Linked DNA regions of Mus musculus: region 1 is linked to region 2. Evidence: chromatin contacts called from public promoter capture Hi-C data. All regions are on one chromosome and are shown on one strand. Each heading gives the region's core, a stretch centred on a gene start, on an enhancer-like site or on the middle of the called end of the contact. The rest is flanking DNA. Distances are from core to core; before and after follow the strand shown. Region 1 overlaps Srrm4 (serine/arginine repetitive matrix 4). Region 2 holds the start of Tmem233 (transmembrane protein 233).

What was found. Promoter capture Hi-C pulls out the DNA fragments that hold promoters and counts their contacts.
Region 1: a promoter capture Hi-C map of trophoblast stem cells shows a contact between it and region 2, with 4 times the contacts expected there. The contact joins the enhancer-like site here to the promoter of Tmem233 in region 2. A contact is called at or near these places in 11 of 39 promoter capture datasets (the 3T3-L1 cell line, 3T3-L1-derived adipocytes, the SN4741 cell line and 7 more), 1 of 115 datasets of contacts at active chromatin or transcription factors (astrocytes) and 1 of 9 other capture datasets (embryonic stem cells).

Annotation. Positions count from the first base shown.
Region 1 is chr5:116,507,563-116,511,884 of GRCm38.p6, reverse strand. The region is part of intron 1 of Srrm4 (serine/arginine repetitive matrix 4); the gene reads left to right. Among named protein-coding and RNA genes, the nearest start is that of Srrm4os, 71 kb to the right of the region's middle. Within about 2 kb of position 2,759, at least 3 of the 459 cell types and tissues checked have an H3K27ac peak or open chromatin away from gene starts, as enhancers often do. A contact at or near this core is called in trophoblast stem cells, where this site is marked.
Region 2 is chr5:116,081,710-116,086,037 of GRCm38.p6, reverse strand. It overlaps Tmem233 (transmembrane protein 233), which reads left to right and starts at 2,771. Exons shown (of 3, transcript NM_001101546.2): 1 at 2,771-3,116. The coding sequence starts at 2,928.

The sequences.
Region 1 (4,322 bases), core at 1,510-4,009, 430 kb before region 2:
GTGTGTCTGTTCAAAATCACCTCCTGGTGCCCTTTGTCCCATGGCTTTGGGGGTCTCTAGTGTGATCTCCCCACTGAGTAACCGCTGGGCTTCACCTTCTGTATGCTACAGACCTTCTGATGCACTTGCTTAGAACGGACACTTCCCAGTCCCCTGCCATGGGGGTGCTGGGCACTGCTGCTGATATCCGAAGCCCTGAGATATAGCTGAGTTTGTTCCTGTTAATTGATCCAAAAGTGGAGGTGAAGAAACAGAAAGGAGGGGGGCTAATAGGAAAAGCAAACAAGGTCTGGAGTGTGGAAGGAGCTGCCAGAAATAGTCACTGAGGTGGGGAGCGAGAAGATGGATGATCTAGGTGTCTTTGGTTCATATTTAAGGCTCTTTCTCAAAGGGGTATGTTCATACCTTTCTTGATAGCACTGGATAAGTTGGAATTTGGGGGGTGTCTGTGCCTTTTTAAAAAAGGAGCAAAGGAAATAATTGCAAATATCTGAGAGGCAAAATCAGGGAAAGAGCTATGGGGCTTCGGGAGCTATCCTTGAGGGAAGTTCAAGGTGAAATAAAAATAGAAGCAGGAGAGTGTCCCAAATAGCAGAGGAGTCAACGTTTAGGGGACAACAAGGCAGAGCAGGTGGAAGAAAGAGACCTCCTGAGCTTGTTCCCACCCATGGCTGGCTGGGCATGGAGAGCCCCCACAGAGCTCCCCATAAATATAGCTGCTGGTACCTGCCACCCATGTCTGACAGCCTGAGTTCAATTCCTGGGCCCCACATGATAGAAGAAGGGAGCTGACTCACAAATTGTCCTCTGACTACCACACCTGCAGCATGGCACATGCAACATCGCTCGCACGCACAAACGTAAATATATACGTACACACGCACGCATGCACACACACTCGCGCTCATGCAGCAGGTCGTACACTCGCTGGCCCGCATCCATGGACGCTTCCCCCCACCCCCGCATACACGCATGCTCCCACTCATGCAGCACAAACACTCGCTGGCCCGCACGCATGGACGCACGCACGCATGCACGCACGCTCTGTACGTGCCTGCGTACATCCTCTGCCAGGATGCTCTTAGATCAGAATCTCTTTCTCTAAGTATACCTATTATTCTGGGTATGCTCATACCTTTCTCAGTATCACTGGATAACTTGGAATTGGGGGCATCTGTGGTAAACACCAGAGCACAATAGGGCTGAGGAATCAGTATTGATAGGAAGGCCTTTCATCTCTGGTTCTGAAGTAGCCCAGACTGCTTGAGCCGCAGACACATGTGGGGAAACTAAGCTTAGATGATTAAAAATAGTCAGTAGCTGAAGGCACGGTGGCAGTCTCCTAGTGCCCTCTAAAGTTGAGCAAGGCTCAGCCAACATTTGGGGACCTGGGAATAGAGAACTCTCTGATGGTTGGCAACATGGTTCCTGTGTACAAGATGATATGGGGTGCTAACTTGTATGACAGTTCTTGGAACACATCCCTAGCCAATGAGATTCATATCTCCTCTTGGTCCCCATCTAGTCGCACAGAACAGTGACAGATTGCACATTCCTGCATCATCTGCATAGAGGTCAGTTCATTTCTTCTATGGCGCCTATATTTATAAGGCTGCCCACATTTCTCAGACCATTTAAGTCATGGTCGAGTGTGACCCCAGCCAAGGTGAGATCTGTACATTTTCATATTTTATGAGAACAAGAGAAGAAATTGATCTTTTAAACCAAGGAATCACAAAGCTTACCCTTAGCATGGCTATAGAGATTCCACAAGCAGATGAAATGAACCAGGGAGGGACCGAGGTAAACCAGGAGCGGCACCCCCAGATGTAGCATATAAAATAGCTGCCTGGAAAGAGAAGTGCACACCCCATCCCAAACACCCCCATCTTCAATCTTGATTCTTGTTAAAACTTTAAGTTCCAGGGGCTGGGGGTGGGGCGTTGGCGCAGTGTCTGAGCAGTAAATCTTCCCAATGAGGTGGAGTTTGGGGGAAGTCTGCTGCAGTGTACATAAAATGGATCTTCAGATACAATCCTTCTAAAAGTTTCTTCACACAGGAGAAAAATATGTCTGCTCCCTAAATTAATTGACTGCCAACACCTGTCTGCTCAACGTCTCTCTATTGGGCTTAGCACGGCTGTAAGCAAGAAGGACTGGTTAGGAACAAACCAGACTCAGCCTGACTTAGCAACTCCTTGGATTTCAGAGCTGGGGAGTCTTGGGGTCCATCTGTGTCTCCAGACTCCTAACAGTTCTGAGGGTGCACCTCAGAGCTCACATGAGGAATAAGAAGCTTGAGTGTTCAGGTTCCCACATGGCCATGCCCTGCTTCAAACAGAACTCTCCCAAGTTGTTTTGTGTGGGGAGGTGGGGGCCACCTCTACATCTACAGATGGGCAAACACATAGGTATTGTTCCCCTCGAGTCATCGTGGTGAATCCCACTCTCCAGATTCCTAAAAGCATGATGAATGGTTAGGCTGTTGCTTACATTCATACTCTTGCAGAACCTTCCACTGTGCCAGGAGAGTCAGACTGGACTCACCCTGTATCTCTCGCGCGCCTGGAATGGGAACACGGGGCAAGAGATGAGTGGAGCATCTTGGGAACATCACCCTGAGTTCAGCTATGTCAAAGCCCACGAGGTCTTTGTATCAGAGCTTCCCAGGTGAAACAGAGGCAAAGGATACTGCAGTGAGCATGGAATGGGCTGTGAGCCCATGCTGCAGAGTGCTTGGCTAGCACTTCCCTCAGGAGGCTTGCGGGAGTCATCCCCAGGACTGGGAGGGAGCCTCCAGGGTAGATGATATCGCGCTGTGGCATGACGCATCAACCACGCACACATTTCTCCTCCTCCAAGCATGGAATCCTCAACTCACAGTCTGTAACGTGTTTTTAGTCATAAGGCCCTGAAACATGCCTAGTGACTATTTGTGATATTATTCCTGGGAGCCATGAACATTCCACAACAGATCAAAACATTAACAAAGTACAGTTGGTGAGCCAATGAGGTTTTGGGAGTTACTTTAGGAATATGGGTGAGGGGTTACGTACAGGAACAGATATGACTCAGAGATGACTGCATCACCCAAATCCCAGCATGCGTGACAGCTCATCAAAGCCAGAGACCTGGAGCCCACTGCACTGCCTGCAGGCAGCTTGACAGCTTGGAAAGTATCTTTTGCAAGTAAATTAGTTGGTCTGAGTCTCTTCCAGACAGGTCGGTTAGTCTCTTCCTCATCCCGGCAGCTCAGCTGCTCTGAGAGTCATCGTTACTTGTTATTTTCTTGGGAAGGGAGGGGCCTCGTGAGTCTGGTCAGTTTCAGGGACTTCCTGAAGCCTTTGAATTGTTTTCTTCATGGGCCTGCTGGGCTTTTTTGATGGATAAAAAGTTTCAACTTCCCGGAAGGATTCCCTCCAAGATGGAACGTTTTAACTCAGAGGAAATTACATGTTACCCATGTAAGCTCCATTTGTTTTCTCATAGTTGCCCAAAGTCTTTCAGAAAGGGTTTTTTTTTTTTAATCCAGTGAGACACATATATCTAATGACCTCCCAAATACAGACACCCTGAAGACAACACCCCAAGTGGAAAATATGTTCAGTGTTCCAGAGAATTCCCTCTAGTCTTTCCTCAGTCTACTGTCAGCCCTGGGAGGTAACGAGCGGGTGTCTTGAGAATTTTCCATGGTAAACTGGATTCTTCTGGGTTCGGAACTTGAGGAGAAGAGAATCACATCTTCTAATGTCTGCCCTCTTGGCATATGGCAAGAGTGCAGGAGTTTCAGCTATGTGGTTGCCATGGTGACTACTTTCCAGCGCTGGTCTTGTCTGCGTCCACCCCATCACTCTTAGGAACGAGGCTCAGAGCTTTCCTTTCCTGATATCTCACCAGCAACCCTCGTCCGGCAGACACTCAGAAATCACCGGATGAGTGGATGACTGAGTCTTAGTGAGATATTAGCAGATGGGTGTGGCTGATCACTCATTCCCAGAGAGGGGTTGGAAGAGGCAGCTGTCCCTTTGTATAAACACAGCTCTTGAGGTCTACAAGTCAAATGAGTCTGGAAGCCTGGGGTGCATGGTCAAACTCGTCAGCATTGGATCTCATGCTGCTCACTAACTGGGAAGCTTTGGCTGCAGTAAACCTCAGTGTTTTCATCTGCAGAATGGGTGCCAATGATAGAGCCTTTCTGGCAGACTTGTGAAGAGAGTAGAGGTGACACCTTCCTAGAAAGAGTTGTAAGAGTTCTGTGAGAGGTGACCGCAAGCCTTGGTCCTTAGTGCTCGCCCTAAACACCCTTTTAAACAAACAGGGTT
Region 2 (4,328 bases), core at 1,522-4,021:
GTGTGAGAAACTGTCAATAAATAAATATAAGTTAAGAGCACTTGCTGATCTTCCAAGTTCAGTTGCCACCACCCATATCAGATGGCTCACAACAGCCTGCTACTTCAGTTCCAGGAGATCCAACACCGGGGCCTCTGCGCACATGCGCATGGATGCACAACCCCTGCACGCATGCGCAGTGCACGCATGCGAACATGCACACAAAGACATACTAAAGAATACAATAAACATTTTAAAAACAATACTTTTAAAGGTTGGCATTTGTCCTGTAGGATCATGAGCCACAAAGCAATTATTAGAAATGCAGACGCATGGCTACCAACGACGCTCACTGCAGTTTTTCAAAATTCCAACAACAATAATAAATACTAAAACAACCTAGCCCCGGTGATCAGGTCATGGTGGCAACAATAATAACCCATGCGGTCAGTGGGAAATCACGGGACAATGACAATATCCCCAAAGGGTGTTAGTAGTCAGGTTATACTGAGGAAGGAAAGGGAGAAATGGGAGTGTAAATCCCATTTTAGTGAAGAAAAATTACACCCATAGAAAGCAAGCTAGCAGGGGACCGGCCCCTGTCTGTGGTGGTCACTGTCTGTGCCGGTCATTGTTGGGTGGTACTCCTCTTTCTTACACAGCTCTTCTGTCCCTGGTTGTCTAGAATGAACCCATTTCACATCTGAATAGGGCAGCCTCTGACTGTGTTTCTTGCCCTCAAATCCCCACCCCTACTCCCCCTACCTGGACTCCCTGGTTGAGCCTCAGTGGGAAAGGATATGACTAGGCCTGCTAGGTATCCCAGGGTGGGGTGGTACATATGGGGGGGGGTGCTCTCCATTCCCTGAGAAGGGGAGGGGGTGTAGGGGGAGGGCTCTGTAAGGGTGGGGCTGGGAGGAAAGGGAGGGTCTGTGATTGGGATGTAAACTGAATAAAAATAAATAAATTATTGCGAAATAAACAAAACAAAAAAACAAAAAAGCCTCAGGACAAAGATCAGAAAGATGTTTTGCTCCACTGGGATCCAGACTCCTCCCCTCCTCGGTCTGCTGGGAAGCTGCTCTCTCCCTGTGGGTGACCCCTTAAGAGTGAAGGTGGTACCACATCTCCAAGCTATCAGCCAGTAGGGTTCATCCAAGAGCAACAAACTGAGCTCTGAAAAGAAAATTAGCGAGGCTCCGGAAATGAGCCCTGAAAAGCCCAGCCGGGCGAGCTAATGCCTATCCCTCAAGAGTCCATGCTGGATACATTATATTTTCTGGTGTGAGCACTTGCTTTTCGATTGCGTTTTAAATGTTTCAAGTCATGATGGCTACACTTTCGACCAGCCAATAAGCTAAGTAGACTAGAGCAATGCCAACAAGCTTCAAAGACGTCCATCAAGCGCTGAAGAAAATATCTTAACCCTACTTAAAACCCCTGCACCTCTGCCTAGACCCTACTCGAGACTTCTTACCTAAGTCATCCTAAATTTCCACATTTGTGAAATGGACACCTCACCATCTAGCTAACAGAGGGCACGGGAACTGAAGCTGAGGAGAAGTTCCAGCAGTTTCGAGCACTTGTTGCTCGGGCAGGGGACCCCAGTTCTGTTCCCAGCACCCACATCAGGCAGCTCACAGCCACCTATGGCTCCAGCCCCAAGGGATCTAACTGCCTCTGCTTGTACTCACACAGGCATACATACATACACATAGGCGGACACCAGACACATAGACACACACACACACACACACACACACACACACACACACACACACACACACGTCTTTTATCAAGCTGTAGGGATTAAACAAGTTGGTAACTTAAAGAATTCATTGTGTGCATACAGGAGTCACTCATTCAATGTTTGGTAAATCTGGTAAACTGGGCAGTGGTCTGGGCGAGGCAACAACTTCTTTGTTTGTTTGTGTTCCCTTAGCTGATACTAGTGGGTTAAAGTTGATGGTGCAGTTGGTGAGCTGGAAAAGTAAGACTCCGGGCTGGCAAGATGGCTCAGCGGCTAAGAGCACCGACTACTCTTCTGAAGGTCCTGAGTTCAAATCCCAGCAATCCTATTCCTAACTCTAAGTTCCTATTCTAAGAAACCAGAATCCTGAAAACAGGTAACATTTATTGAGCACATAGATTTGCTGATTTAATGTGCTCTCCTTGCAACGTCCAGGGGAGGCATGGAGCGGGACAAATGTAGAAACTGGGTAAAGTGATGGGGACTTTCTTTCCTGTAACCAAGCTCCATCTGGGCAGAGCATCTCTGTTTTGATTTCTTAGGGATAGTTGACATCCCAACAATAACTGCTTTCTTTGCCCCAGGGCTAAAGTGAATTCCCCTCTCTCTTTTTATCCCATCTCTCTGTCCAGGATGCTCGCACCAGCCAAAACTACCTGAGAGTCTTCTCGTGGGCTATGAAGTAGAGAGATTTCAGTCTCCTGGGAAGTGAAAGAAGTGTATATAAAGTGTTTTAACAGCTGGATAGAGAGGGAATCTCATTCCTTCTAATGATTCGGTGATAAGGTCCTTTGCAGCCCATTGAAAACTTAAAAGGCCTTGCTCCCTCCTTACCTGCGCCCTTTCTTGCAAACTTTTCAGTGCGAGTTGGTCCATGCATCCCCAGAAGGGTCTCTAGGTGTGAGGGATCAGCTGTTCCTGTGCCTCCCCGGGTGACAGGCTCCCTCCTCCTCCTCCCCCACTCGCTTTCTCCCTCCCTCCCTCTTGTAGAGAGGCTCCCCGCCTCTTGGCCTAAGTCCCTGAGCCCAGCCGCGTGCAGGCAGAGGACTGACCTACGCAGGAGTAGTGAAGTCTCATCTCCCTTGAGCCCGGAGCAGAAAGCTTTTCAGAGCCTCTGCAAGCCATGAGTCGACAGCCAGAGCCCCAGGCTGCACGAACCGTGCGCTCCTCATCCCTCCCGGTGTCACCGACTTCGCCCATGTCTCAGTATGCTTCCCGCTCAGACTCAAAAGGAGCTTTGGACAGCAGCAGCCCGGAAGCCTATACAGAAGATGACAAGACCGAGGAGGACATACCTGCCCCCAGTAACTATCTATGGCTCACCATTATCTCGTGTTTCTGCCCAGCGTACCCGGTCAACATCGTGGCTTTGGTCTTCTCCATCATGGTGAGTTGGGTTGGGACCAAAAGCAGCTGCAAAGGAGAGATGCGGGGGCGGCTCTGCCTCTCATCGCCCATGCTTCTTGCCCAGGACCCATCAGTGCTCAGCTGCACAGCACTAACCAAGCTTTCCCCAGACCAACTTTGTGCTTCTTTGCTCCGGACGCTCCCACTCCAAGTTCTCTGGACTTTGCGGCTTCTCCTAGTCCCATTGCTTACCCAGGACCTCAACGCGCTAGCCCTGGCAAGTCACACTACACCCCCATGCTCTGAGCTTGCAGGCTCTGTGTCCCGTTGTATCCCAGGGCCACACTGGGTGCCCCTGCCCTCCAGTGCCTAAAGCTGCCTCTATGTTTGCAAGTTCTTTCTCTGCAGTGCGTTGGGCACTGCCTCCTTCACTCTTGGAGATTCCCACAGCTCCTCTCTGAGCTTGCCCACCCCTCCACACCCCCACACAGCATGTTTTCTTTCCCTAGGGTCAAAGTTCCTTCCTGTTTCTTGGTACACCCAGCGCCCCCTACCTTGGCTCTCTCTGACACCCGTTTTCCAGCTCTGCGCAGGCTATCACGCAGGACACCTCCGGAGGACTTTCTTGATTGTATCCCGTGCTTCTTATAAAAGGGAAAAAAGCCTGCTTGCTCTTTCCCTCAGTTTGTCCTAATCTGTCCCCACTTTGCTGCACACGGATCTAGTCCAACTTTCCCACGATCCCCCTTTCTACCACTCGGTCCTACCCCAGGGTCTCCAGCCAGTGCATTGGGGGGATTCCTCTATGGAGCCCTGGGACTCTGCTCTGACGCCCTCTTCAATGTTCCCAGGAACCAGACCCACCCTTATTGACTGGAGCAGCTGGTCCTGCCATGGTGGCAGGGTGAAATTCACACAAGACACTGCCCTGGGACAACCCCAGCAGCAGTTGCAGAAGTCGTGTGCTCCCTCCCCCAAGGCCCACCTCTCCTGCAGCTAACTAATGCACCTCCCACCAAAGACAGGTCTCCTTCCTAAGCCTGCAGGTACTTTAGCCTACTGGTAAAACCTCTCCTGAGTACAGCAGCAGAGATTCTGTTTGCACCCATTCAGCGCCCTTCCCCAAACCTGGCTCTCTGTACCAGCATGCAAGCGCGCAACCCTTGGCTCAAATCCCAGTCCTACCACTTGTGAGCCCTGTGGTGTCTAGAAATCAGTGCAGATCTCTGAACCTCGGTTTTCTTTGGAAAAT